Regions from separate parts of the Sus scrofa genome. Here region 1 is linked to region 2. The links are chromatin contacts, called in public promoter capture Hi-C maps. All regions are on one chromosome and are shown on one strand. Each heading gives the region's core, a stretch centred on a gene start, on an enhancer-like site or on the middle of the called end of the contact. The rest is flanking DNA. Distances are from core to core; before and after follow the strand shown. Region 1 holds the start of LOC100153925 (mitotic-spindle organizing protein 2B). Region 2 holds the start of UBE2L3 (ubiquitin conjugating enzyme E2 L3).

What was found. Promoter capture Hi-C pulls out the DNA fragments that hold promoters and counts their contacts.
Region 1: a contact with region 2 is called in a promoter capture Hi-C map of fetal liver, with 3 times the contacts expected there. The contact joins the promoter of LOC100153925 here to the promoter of UBE2L3 in region 2. A contact is called at or near these places in 1 of 5 promoter capture datasets (fetal liver) and 2 of 2 datasets of contacts at active chromatin or transcription factors (alveolar macrophages and skeletal muscle).

The regions. Positions count from the first base shown.
Region 1 is chr14:50,661,450-50,666,315 of Sscrofa11.1, forward strand. LOC100153925 (mitotic-spindle organizing protein 2B) reads right to left here and starts at 3,100. Exons shown (of 3, transcript XM_001929600.2): 1 at 2,611-3,100; 2 at 2,370-2,518. The coding sequence starts at 2,774. It overlaps SMPD4 (sphingomyelin phosphodiesterase 4), which reads left to right and starts at 2,039. Exons shown (of 19, transcript XM_001929589.6): 1 at 2,039-3,314. The coding sequence starts at 3,240.
Region 2 is chr14:50,313,241-50,317,620 of Sscrofa11.1, forward strand. It overlaps UBE2L3 (ubiquitin conjugating enzyme E2 L3), which reads right to left and starts at 2,169. Exons shown (of 4, transcript NM_001185133.2): 1 at 2,112-2,169. The coding sequence starts at 2,138.

The sequences.
Region 1 (4,866 bases), core at 1,850-4,349, 350 kb after region 2:
TCAGAGACTGTGTCCTCTCTGAGATAAGCATCACCCCACTGTACTCGGAGCAGAAACAACCTCTCTGTGCTGGACAGCCAGGCCCCTAAGTGGGTTCCAGCCTTTGATCTGGAGCAACCTCACCCTAATTTTGTGGGAGGCCCAAGGCCAACTGGCCTGAACATTCCCATTCCACCCCTCAGCAGCCTAGGCCACCAAGGTGCCCCCCAGTCAATCAGTACTCACTCTGACAAGGTTCCTTACTTTTTCCACCCCAGATCCTGCCATTACCCAGGGGACCAGAGGTCTGTGTGGACAATGACCTGCAGCCCCAGAGAGCTCTAGCTCATGGCTGGCCTCTGCCTCTTCCTGCACAGCCCTTCACCTGCCCTCTATCCCCACTGGGCACCTCCCCAGGGGCTCTGTGTCCTCATACTTGGGTGGGTGGCTGCCCAGACCAGCAGGACCCAAAGCCAGAGCCCTCAAGTAGAAACAACTCTGTGGGGCCCAGCGCCCCATGCCTCTCCTGACCCTGGCCTGGGGCTTTGCCACCTCCAAGCCCTCTGTGGTGCTCCCAGCCCTGCACCCAACACACCTGCTGCCCAAACCCTCCTCCCTCTCCCTCCCACCAGGCCCCAGCTCAGGCCCTGCCCCCACCCTGCTTAGCCCTTGCTGCACTAGCTAAGCCAGTGCTGTCCTCCACAATTGGATGGGCTGCACTGTCCTCTGCCTTTGCCACTGTCTGTCTGGCCATCTCCCTCACTGGACCAAGAGCCAGTCCACCTTGCAGCCCCACTATGCCCTCAGCACTGAGTGGGCCTGGTACCCTGTCACTAAGCCAAGGAGCAGCAATAGAAGTTCTCTGCCCTGGTCTTTCCCTCCCTCTGCAAACTCGCCTTTAGTCCACCTGCCTCTCGGCTCCTCCTCTGCTCCCCTGGCCCAAGCTCCAAGCATACCTGGAACAGCAAGGTGGGTGATATGGGGAGGGGCACCCATGGGATCTCACACCCTCATAGACAGCTGGCTCTGGGCCCCCAGCCTCACCGTGCCTGGAGGGCACCCCCAGCTCAGGAACCAGGGAGAAGAAGGGACCCATGGTCTGACCTCCCAGGCAGCAAGTCCAGGGGGTGACAGTATCTAAGAATGCAGGTGTCCCTCTCACCTCAGGCTTTACTCTCCACAGCGCGAACTGTCCCTTCCCCGACCCTCAGGTGTCCTCCCCTGGGGCCAGGGCACCTCCGCAGAGCACACAAGTCATACCGGTAGTTAGCCTCTGGGAAGAGGGAGGTTGGGCCCATCACTGCTGTCACTAAGCTGCATGGTGGGATGGCCAGCCAGGTCCTGCTCTTGCAGCTCAATGCTGCTCTAGCTTTCTGGGGGCCATGGTAGTTTCCGTGGAAACAGGAGAGAGCACCAACCCCCAGAGATAAACTAATAAACGCAACCTTCAAAAGGAGAGAACAGGCAGCAAGAGAACCGGAGGGAACCGGGGGGCCCTGGAGAGAGAGGCGAGTGCGAGGCAGCTGGGCCGTGGAGCAGAATCGGAGAGGCCGCAGTCTGCCGGGCCGAGGAAAAGGAGGGCCTTGCAGGGGGGGTACAGTTCTTGGCAGAGAGAAAGGAGGCCTCTGGAGGTCGGAGAGAGACACAAAGAGAGCAGACAGTGTACATCAGTGAGGAGGCCTGCACTCCAGCACTCAAGGCCTCTCAGAATGGGGGCACAGTGCCTGGGGCCCTGGCGCTCCCACCCACAGGGCCTGACTGCCCCTCCACCCAATATCAGCCCCTTCTCAGGGTGTTTCTGGCCAAGGTTCTGCTGCCTTTCAGAGGGTTTCTAAAAATTGGGAGCAGAAGTGACAAGCAAGGAGAGTAAGAGCTCCACCACGTCACCCTGGTCACCAGCACTTGCTCATTTCTCAGCCATGACGGTCCAGACTGAGGTCCATCTGCAGCCCCAAGGATGGAAGCTTAGCTGTTGGGACTCCTGGGCAGGACTTGGGCCGGGTAGGGTGCAGACAAGGGGGCGCAGGAAGGTCTCTTCAGTTGAGGCGACAAGTGCCACGAGAACAGGAACCAAAGCCACTTTGTTTCCATGTTCATGGGATGAAGACAGGAATGCAGAGGTGGCAAGACGCCAGTGTACACAAGTCCCAGAGGAGGCCTGGTCTGCTTTGGCCACCCATCCTGCATCTACCTGATCTGGATGTGCATCCTCGAAGGTGGTAGCAAAGTTGAAGCTGGGGACAGGAGCCCAAAGGGCCAGCCCTTGGAGCAGTCCCGGGACAAAAGCAACAGAAAAGCCTGGCTACTCAGGGCTAAGCAAGCCCCGATGTGCCAGGCACTGCCCACCTCCCGCTCCCGCCCTACACCCGCCGCCCAGGCCCAGCTCTGACCTCGGGTCTCAGGCACGCTGGTCGTGGGCAGGGGCACGGCCACGGGGTCTTGGGGCTCGCTCGCCAGCCGCTGCCCAGCGCACATGGACTTCAGCATCTGGAATACGGCGAGGGGCGCCACGTTCAGCTTTAGCAGGTCCACCAGGATCCTAGAGAGAACAGACCCGGCGCGCGGTGAGCCTTCCTCGCCCGGGCCGTCAGTCCCCCGGAACCCCGAAACCCGACTCCGCCGCGCGCTCACTTGAACACTTCGGGGTCCATGGCGCCGCCCGCAGCCTGAGCCAGCTCGAACAGCTCCGTCTCCTCGGCGCTCAGCACCTTCTTCCGCCGCAGCGCCAGCTTCTGTAGGGCCGCTTCCAGCCCTGGTGGCGCCCCCGGCCCGGGCCCCGCGCCTGGCGCCGCCATCTGCTTGCGGCTGGGTCCCCCACCCGGTACAGCCCCGCCGCGCCCCCTACCGGCCCGCCGCGCCCTCCTCTCCCAGCAGCTCCCCTGCCATCCGGCGCTCAGATCCGGGCCCGGGCGGCGCCGGGCGTTGGAAGGAGACCCGCTCTTCGGCGACTGGTCTTCTCTACGCTCTCACGGCGGTGACGGCATCCAGAGTATCTCACGCTGGCATACCGTGGGCGATCAATAAATGCCCGTTGGACCCAGAGTGTACTGTTTCGCGCCGGGTCCGGTAGGAGGCGCGCCTCTAGGCAGTAACGCACAGGCCTTACGTGCACGCGCGCTCTTTTCCTAGGTGGGCGCCCCCTTGCGGTCCCATAAACCCACGGGACTACACTTTGCGCACGCGCCTTTTAAAGAAGCAGCCCAAAGAGAAAGCGGCGCTTTTCCCGTTTGTAAAGGGGAGGTGACGCCACGCGCAGCTTGATGACGACATTTCGGCGCCGGTTCGCCGAATGGCGGCCTCCATCCCTAAAGCGAGCGACCCTGTGGGTCTCTCAGGTGAGTGGCGGGAGTCGCGCGTGGTCTATCCCAATTACCTGGCGGCCACCTAGACCCTCTGCCCGAGCCGTCTCCGTTCCTACGCGAGCCCCGGGCCTCGGGCTGGGCCGGCCGGGAGCCGGGGCCCAGCTGCGCCTTCCCGCGCGCCCCGACCTTGTGGGCGCTCGGTTAACGTTCGCTGAACGAAGTGGAGCGGGGAGAGCCTGCGGCTCAGCGAGCGGTGTGGAGAGAGCAGGGGTGGATCCCGGCTCTATCTTTCCTCCCCGTGTGGACTGGCTTTGCGGAGACTTGGGTTCCTTGTCTGTGACATGAGGGCCCAGATGCTCCCTTGTCATGAGCAGCAGATGGGAGCACGCCTTTCTTCCAGCGCGCGGGCAGAGGGAGGCCCTGGCAAGACTGGCGCTACTGGCGCTGCGGGTCCCAGGAGGAACCCTGAAACCAGGTCGGGATCCTCTCTTGAAGGCAGCGAGGGCGGAGGTGGCGGGGGCGAAGTTCAGGCTTGGTGCACGGCGCAGAGGGACGCAGCAGCGAGAACCGGGGCGGAGAGACGCTCCTCTCTCCCCGAAACACCCTGATTGGGCGCCTAGGACTCATTCCTTCAGCCGCTGCCTCTGCAGACTGTGAGCAAGGAGCTAATTTCACCTTATCATCTCCAAACCTCTGCCCTTTGCAAACAGTTCAGGGTTTTATTCTGCTTTGGTCATTTTGGAATAGTGCACAATGTTCTCTTGACCACTTGGTTCAGGGCTTAAGCATTTTGTCTTCCTTGAAACGGAAACTGATAGCTAGTTTAATTAAGAGTTGAACAGACTCGGTGTTACCGAACTCAGGTTGGGCTGCTCACACTGCTGGAAAGCCAAAAGTGTTGGTAGAAAGGAAGGCTGGCACCCGGGGAGAAGACCAGCTGGTGTCCCAGGACCAATTCTTTAAGATTCTTGACAGGGGGAGTTCCGTCGTGGCGCAGGGGTTAACGAATCCGACTAGGAACCATGAGGTTGCAGGTTCGGTCCCTGCCCTTGCTCAGTGGGTTAATGATCTGGCGTTGCCGTGAGCTGTGGTGTAGGTTGCAGACGCGGCTCGGATCCCGCGTTGCTGTGGCTCTGGCGTAGGCCAGTGGCTGTGGCTCCGATTCGACCCCTAGCCTGGGAACCTCCATATGCCACGGGAGCGGCCCAAAGAAATAGCAAAAAGACAAAAAAAAAAAAAAAAAAAAAAAAAAAAAGCTTCTTGACAGTTGTTAAGAGGAAAAAAGGAGTTCCTGTTGTGGCTTAGTGGGTTAAGAACCCAACGTAGTGTCAGTGACGATGCAAATTTGATTCCCGGCCTCACTCAGTGGGTTAAGGATCCAGCATTGCTTCAGGGTGCGGTGTAGGTTGCAAGTTCAACTCAGGTACCCTGTTGCTGTGGGTGTGGTATAGGCCAACGGCCGCAGCTCCAATTCAGCCCCTAGCCTGGCCTTAAAAAGAGAAGAAAAAAAAGGAGAGAAACATATCAATGAATTATCGATGCAGGAGGTGGTTAGGCTCTGCTAATTTTCCATTGCAAGCATACT
Region 2 (4,380 bases), core at 919-3,418:
TTTTTTCTTTCTAAGCTCAAATTTTGTGAAACACAAACAAACAAACAAATAGTAACTCCCCTCTGAGACCCCTGGGAACCTGGAAGCCCCAAACTGGGTCAACTGAGCTAGACTCAGAGATACCAGGATGAATTAGGTCAAGATCTCTACCCCTGAGGAACTCAGAACCCAGCAGGAAAGGCAAGTCTAACACAAATCAGACTGTGACAAGTGCTCAAAGAGAAACATAAAGAAAGTGGTGTGGTCACACAAAGGAGGAAACAACTCACTCTAAAGGGGGATGGAGGGGAGGCCTCAGCATAGTTGGCCTTGGAGTTGAACCAGAACTTCCCTGGAAGGGAGAAAGGCAAGGGGAAGACCGCCTTTCTCAGGCACAGCCAACAGCATGTACGAAGGAGACGCTCTCTCCCTTCCTAAAAAACTGGGCCAAGCCAGCAAATCTGCCTGCATTCCATTTTCTCACCTACAAAATGGGAATAATAGGGTCTACTTCACAGGCAGGATTAAACATGATCATGAATGGGAAGTACAGAGCTGCACAAAGTAAAAGCTGGGGGGAAAAGGCAGCCATTGTGATTAGGTGCAAGAGTGGTGTGTAGTGGTGGGGAACTAGGGATCAGGAGGTGTGGCTGAGCAGATTACTTTCCAGCAACCTAAGGGTCCTGCATGCCAAGAAGTCAGGATTAACTTCTGAGGACAATAAAATCACAGAGGTTTTCCACAGGAGAGGGAAAGGATTAAATATTTGCTTTAGAAAATGAACCATGGTGTCCAAGAAGACAGTCAGAAGAACTCAGGAAGGTACCTGAGAGATGAGGGTATGGATTCAACTAATTTCAGTTAAGATTACAGAGGAAGGCACACACTCGAGAAATGTTTAAAGTAAAATCCAAAAGGCATAAAAGATAACTGCCTTTGGGGAATAGAGCAGGGAAATAAGTAACAGTTCTCTCATCCAGAGTACTGGCAGAACGGTGGTGTCGGGGACAGAGAAGAGAGAAGCCTCGAGTCTGTCCACGGTTCTTTTGTGCCCACTTCCAATCCAGTTTTATGAAGTTCAATGTCTCTAACCCTTAGCGAACAAAAGAAAGGAAATGTTTCCAGGGAGGGAGGGCCCAGAGGCTGTGACTCCAAGTTCAACGTCCAGGTCTGCGGAGTACTGCTCTGTCCAGGAGGAACCCCAACCCTTTATCTCCTCTCAGGAAACCAGCTCCTGGCTCCTTTTTATTTCCGGCCGGGCATAGCCGGGCAGCACCACCGGCAGGGCGGCCGACTTGCAAACCTAGGCGAGATCCATTCCGGGAGACGCCGGCAAACACACTCGAGAAAGAACTAGGCCCGGGTGGCATCTGTGTTCCTCACCCGAGGAGCCAATTAGCAAGAAGGCACCCGGCTGCATTCAAGATACAAAGTATCAAGTTATTTTTATAAACTTTAGCCGGTTTTGACTTCAACCCATCCCACCCCCCATATGGCACTTTGCTCCAGCAGGAAAAGGGGCACGGAGGACCAAGAGGTGGGCCGGGAGGGACTGGGGCAAGAGGCCCGCGTCGCGGCCGGCCGTCCCCCGCCCCTCCGCCTCCCGGTGCTCAACTTGCCGCCGTGTGACTCTGCAGTCACAGCGACGGTCCGCTGGCACCCGGCGCAAGCCCGAGAGCCGCAACAAACCGGCCTAACTTTCGCCGTCGGCCCCCGTCCCCCAGCCCCCGCCCGCGCGGCCCCCGGCGCCCAGCCCGGCGCGCTGCGGCCCAGGGCGGGGCGGCTCCGCGGCGAGGACTCGCTACGGCCTGGCTGGGCGCTGGGGCCTCCCGCAGGCGCCCGGTGGGCCTCCCGCCCCCCGCCGCCGCCCGGGAGCCGCCGCTGCGCGGTGGGGAGCCCGCGGGCCGGCCAGGCGGCTGGTCCGGGCCAGTGAGGGGCCAGGGCGGCGCGGCCTGGCGCTCCCGCCCGGGCTGCGGCCTAGCGGCAGGGTTAGTTCCCTCGGCGCTCGCGGCCCGGGGCGGCGTGGTCCCGCGGGGCGGGGAATGGCGGCGGTTGCCCCGATGGGCCCGGGCGGCCGCGGGGCCCCGGCTTGCCGCCGCCCCCCGCCCGCCGGCGCGGAGAATGGCTTTTACCTTCATCAGCCTCCTGCTGGCCGCCATCTTGGCTCTGGTGCTGCTGCCGGCCCAGAATGCAGCGCGGCCGCCGGGCTCGGAGCCCCCGCACTTCCTGGAGCGGGGGAGGGGCGGGCACAGCGGGCGGGCGAAGCGCCTACTGTGCGCCCGGCGCACGCTGGAGGCCCGAGAGCCGGGCCCCCCGCAGAGACACTGCCCTCGCAGGGCGTCCGGGGAGGTGGCACTGGGAAGCGATGCCTGGCACACAGTAGGTGCGCAGTGAACATTGGTTGTGTGAGATGGGTGACTGAGCAGGATTATTGCAAGAGGCGCTGTGGTGACGGGAAAGAGGCTGTGGGACATACTTCTTTCTCACAGGGAGGTCAGGAAGCCTCACTGAGGAAACAGTGAATTAATTATATCCAACACAGTGAACAACCCCATTTCTCAGGAAGCACCGTGGAGGCCAGCGATTTGCCCAAGGTCTGGCCTCTGGCCAGGAGCGGAATTCCTCTGCTGATCAGTGCCCGCTCCAGGTGCTGGCACCTGAAGAATGAGAAGCAGCTCTGAGGACCGGAGGGGGATGCTTCAAGCAGAAGTGCCAACACCACGAGGCTGTCTGAGTGGCCAGAATGGAGTAAGAAGGATTGAGGGGTACAGGGAGGCGGTGACCTTGGGGCCTTGAAGGAGTGAGAGGAATTGGGTCCTCTTCTACATGCTGGATGTGAACAGCAGCCCGCAGTCAGGTGCATGGGTGTAAGGAGAGTACTCTGGTTAGAGAATGGAGGTTGAAATAGGTAGGGGTCAGAAGGGGAGCAGGGCCATTCGTAAGCCTTTTGCAGGTATCCAGGCAGAAGTCATGGTGTTTTGGACCTCTGGGCAGTGAGGCCAAAGGGGGGGGGGGTTCAGCTTCAGATCAGTTTGGCTTTGGAAGGCATTTTCCTCTGTCTTAAGAGCAGTCAGGAGAGGAAAGAAGAAAAGGGCACTAGACATGTTTAGCCTGGAAGGGAGCCAGTCTCCCACCCAGTGTCCTGAGAGCCCAGGCTTAACACGGGGAGGCAATGGTGCAGAAACTAAATGATAATAAGCCTCATGCAATCAAGGACCCTGTCTGCCCTTTATCTCCCCCCAGGGTTGGCACACAGAGGGTGCTCAGTAAATTTATGGCACATGTAGGAGGGACTCCATCAGGCAGTTCCCTAGAGCCGTGGAAGACTTGGGTGCCTGGCCTGGGATCTGACTCCTGGTCCTAGTGTGCATTGGGCTTGGTGCTTGGTGGACTCAGGTCAAAGAAAGTGCACAGCTCTATTGGAAACTGCTTTCTCAGAAGGAAGGAGGAGTTCCCATTGTGGCTTACTGGGTTAAGAACAGCCTCACTCAGTGGGTTAAGGATCCAACGTTGCCACAAGTTACAGTGTAGGTCAAAGACACAGCTCATATTTGGTGTTGCTGTGGCTGTGGTGTTGGCTGGCAGCTGCAGCTGCAATTTGATCCCTAGCCCAAGAACTTCTATATGAGGAAGGTGTGGCCCTGAAAAGAAAAAGAAGAAGAAGAAAGAAGGGGACCCTGCCCTGAAGAATTGCAAGCCAATAGAGGAAGCACAGTGCATACCCTTCACCTTGACAGGCTCAACCAGGAATAGAGGGTGGGATTGAGAGAGGCTGACTGCCAAGAACTAATGTTTGCCAATGCAACTCCCCAGCAAGATGGCTCCTTTGTGCTGACTTGGGAAATGGGGAACAGGAGGCCCTGGGCAGCAGAGTGCCGTAGGCCCTGGGCAGCAGAGTGCCGTTGTGCATAAGCACACAGTCCCAATGTGAAAGCTGCCTGGTCGTTGGGGCCCCCATCCTTTTAACTTTCCTGTTCCCTAAAGCAAGCCTGGCATGTGATCACACCATCTCTGCCCTCCACTCAGCCACCCTATTCATCCAGACCTGACCTTTCATGCCACCTCCTCAAGCCTCCCATCAAGAGTGGCCTCTCCCAGGAGTTCCCACTGTGGAGCAGTGAGTTAAGAATCTGACTGCAGTGGCTCAGTTTGCTTCAGAGGTGCAGGTTTGATCTCCAGCCCAGTGCAGTGGGTTAAATGATCCAGCATTGTCACAGCTGCAGCATAGGTTGCAGCTGTGGCTCAGATTCAATCTCTGGCCCAGGAATTTCCATGGTGCGGATGTGGCCATAAAAAATTTTAAAAAGAAAGGTCTCTCCTGGAGATCCCTGGTGGCTCAGCAGGTTAAGGATCTGGCATTGTCACTGCTGTGGCTCAGGTAACTGCTGTGACGGGGGTTCA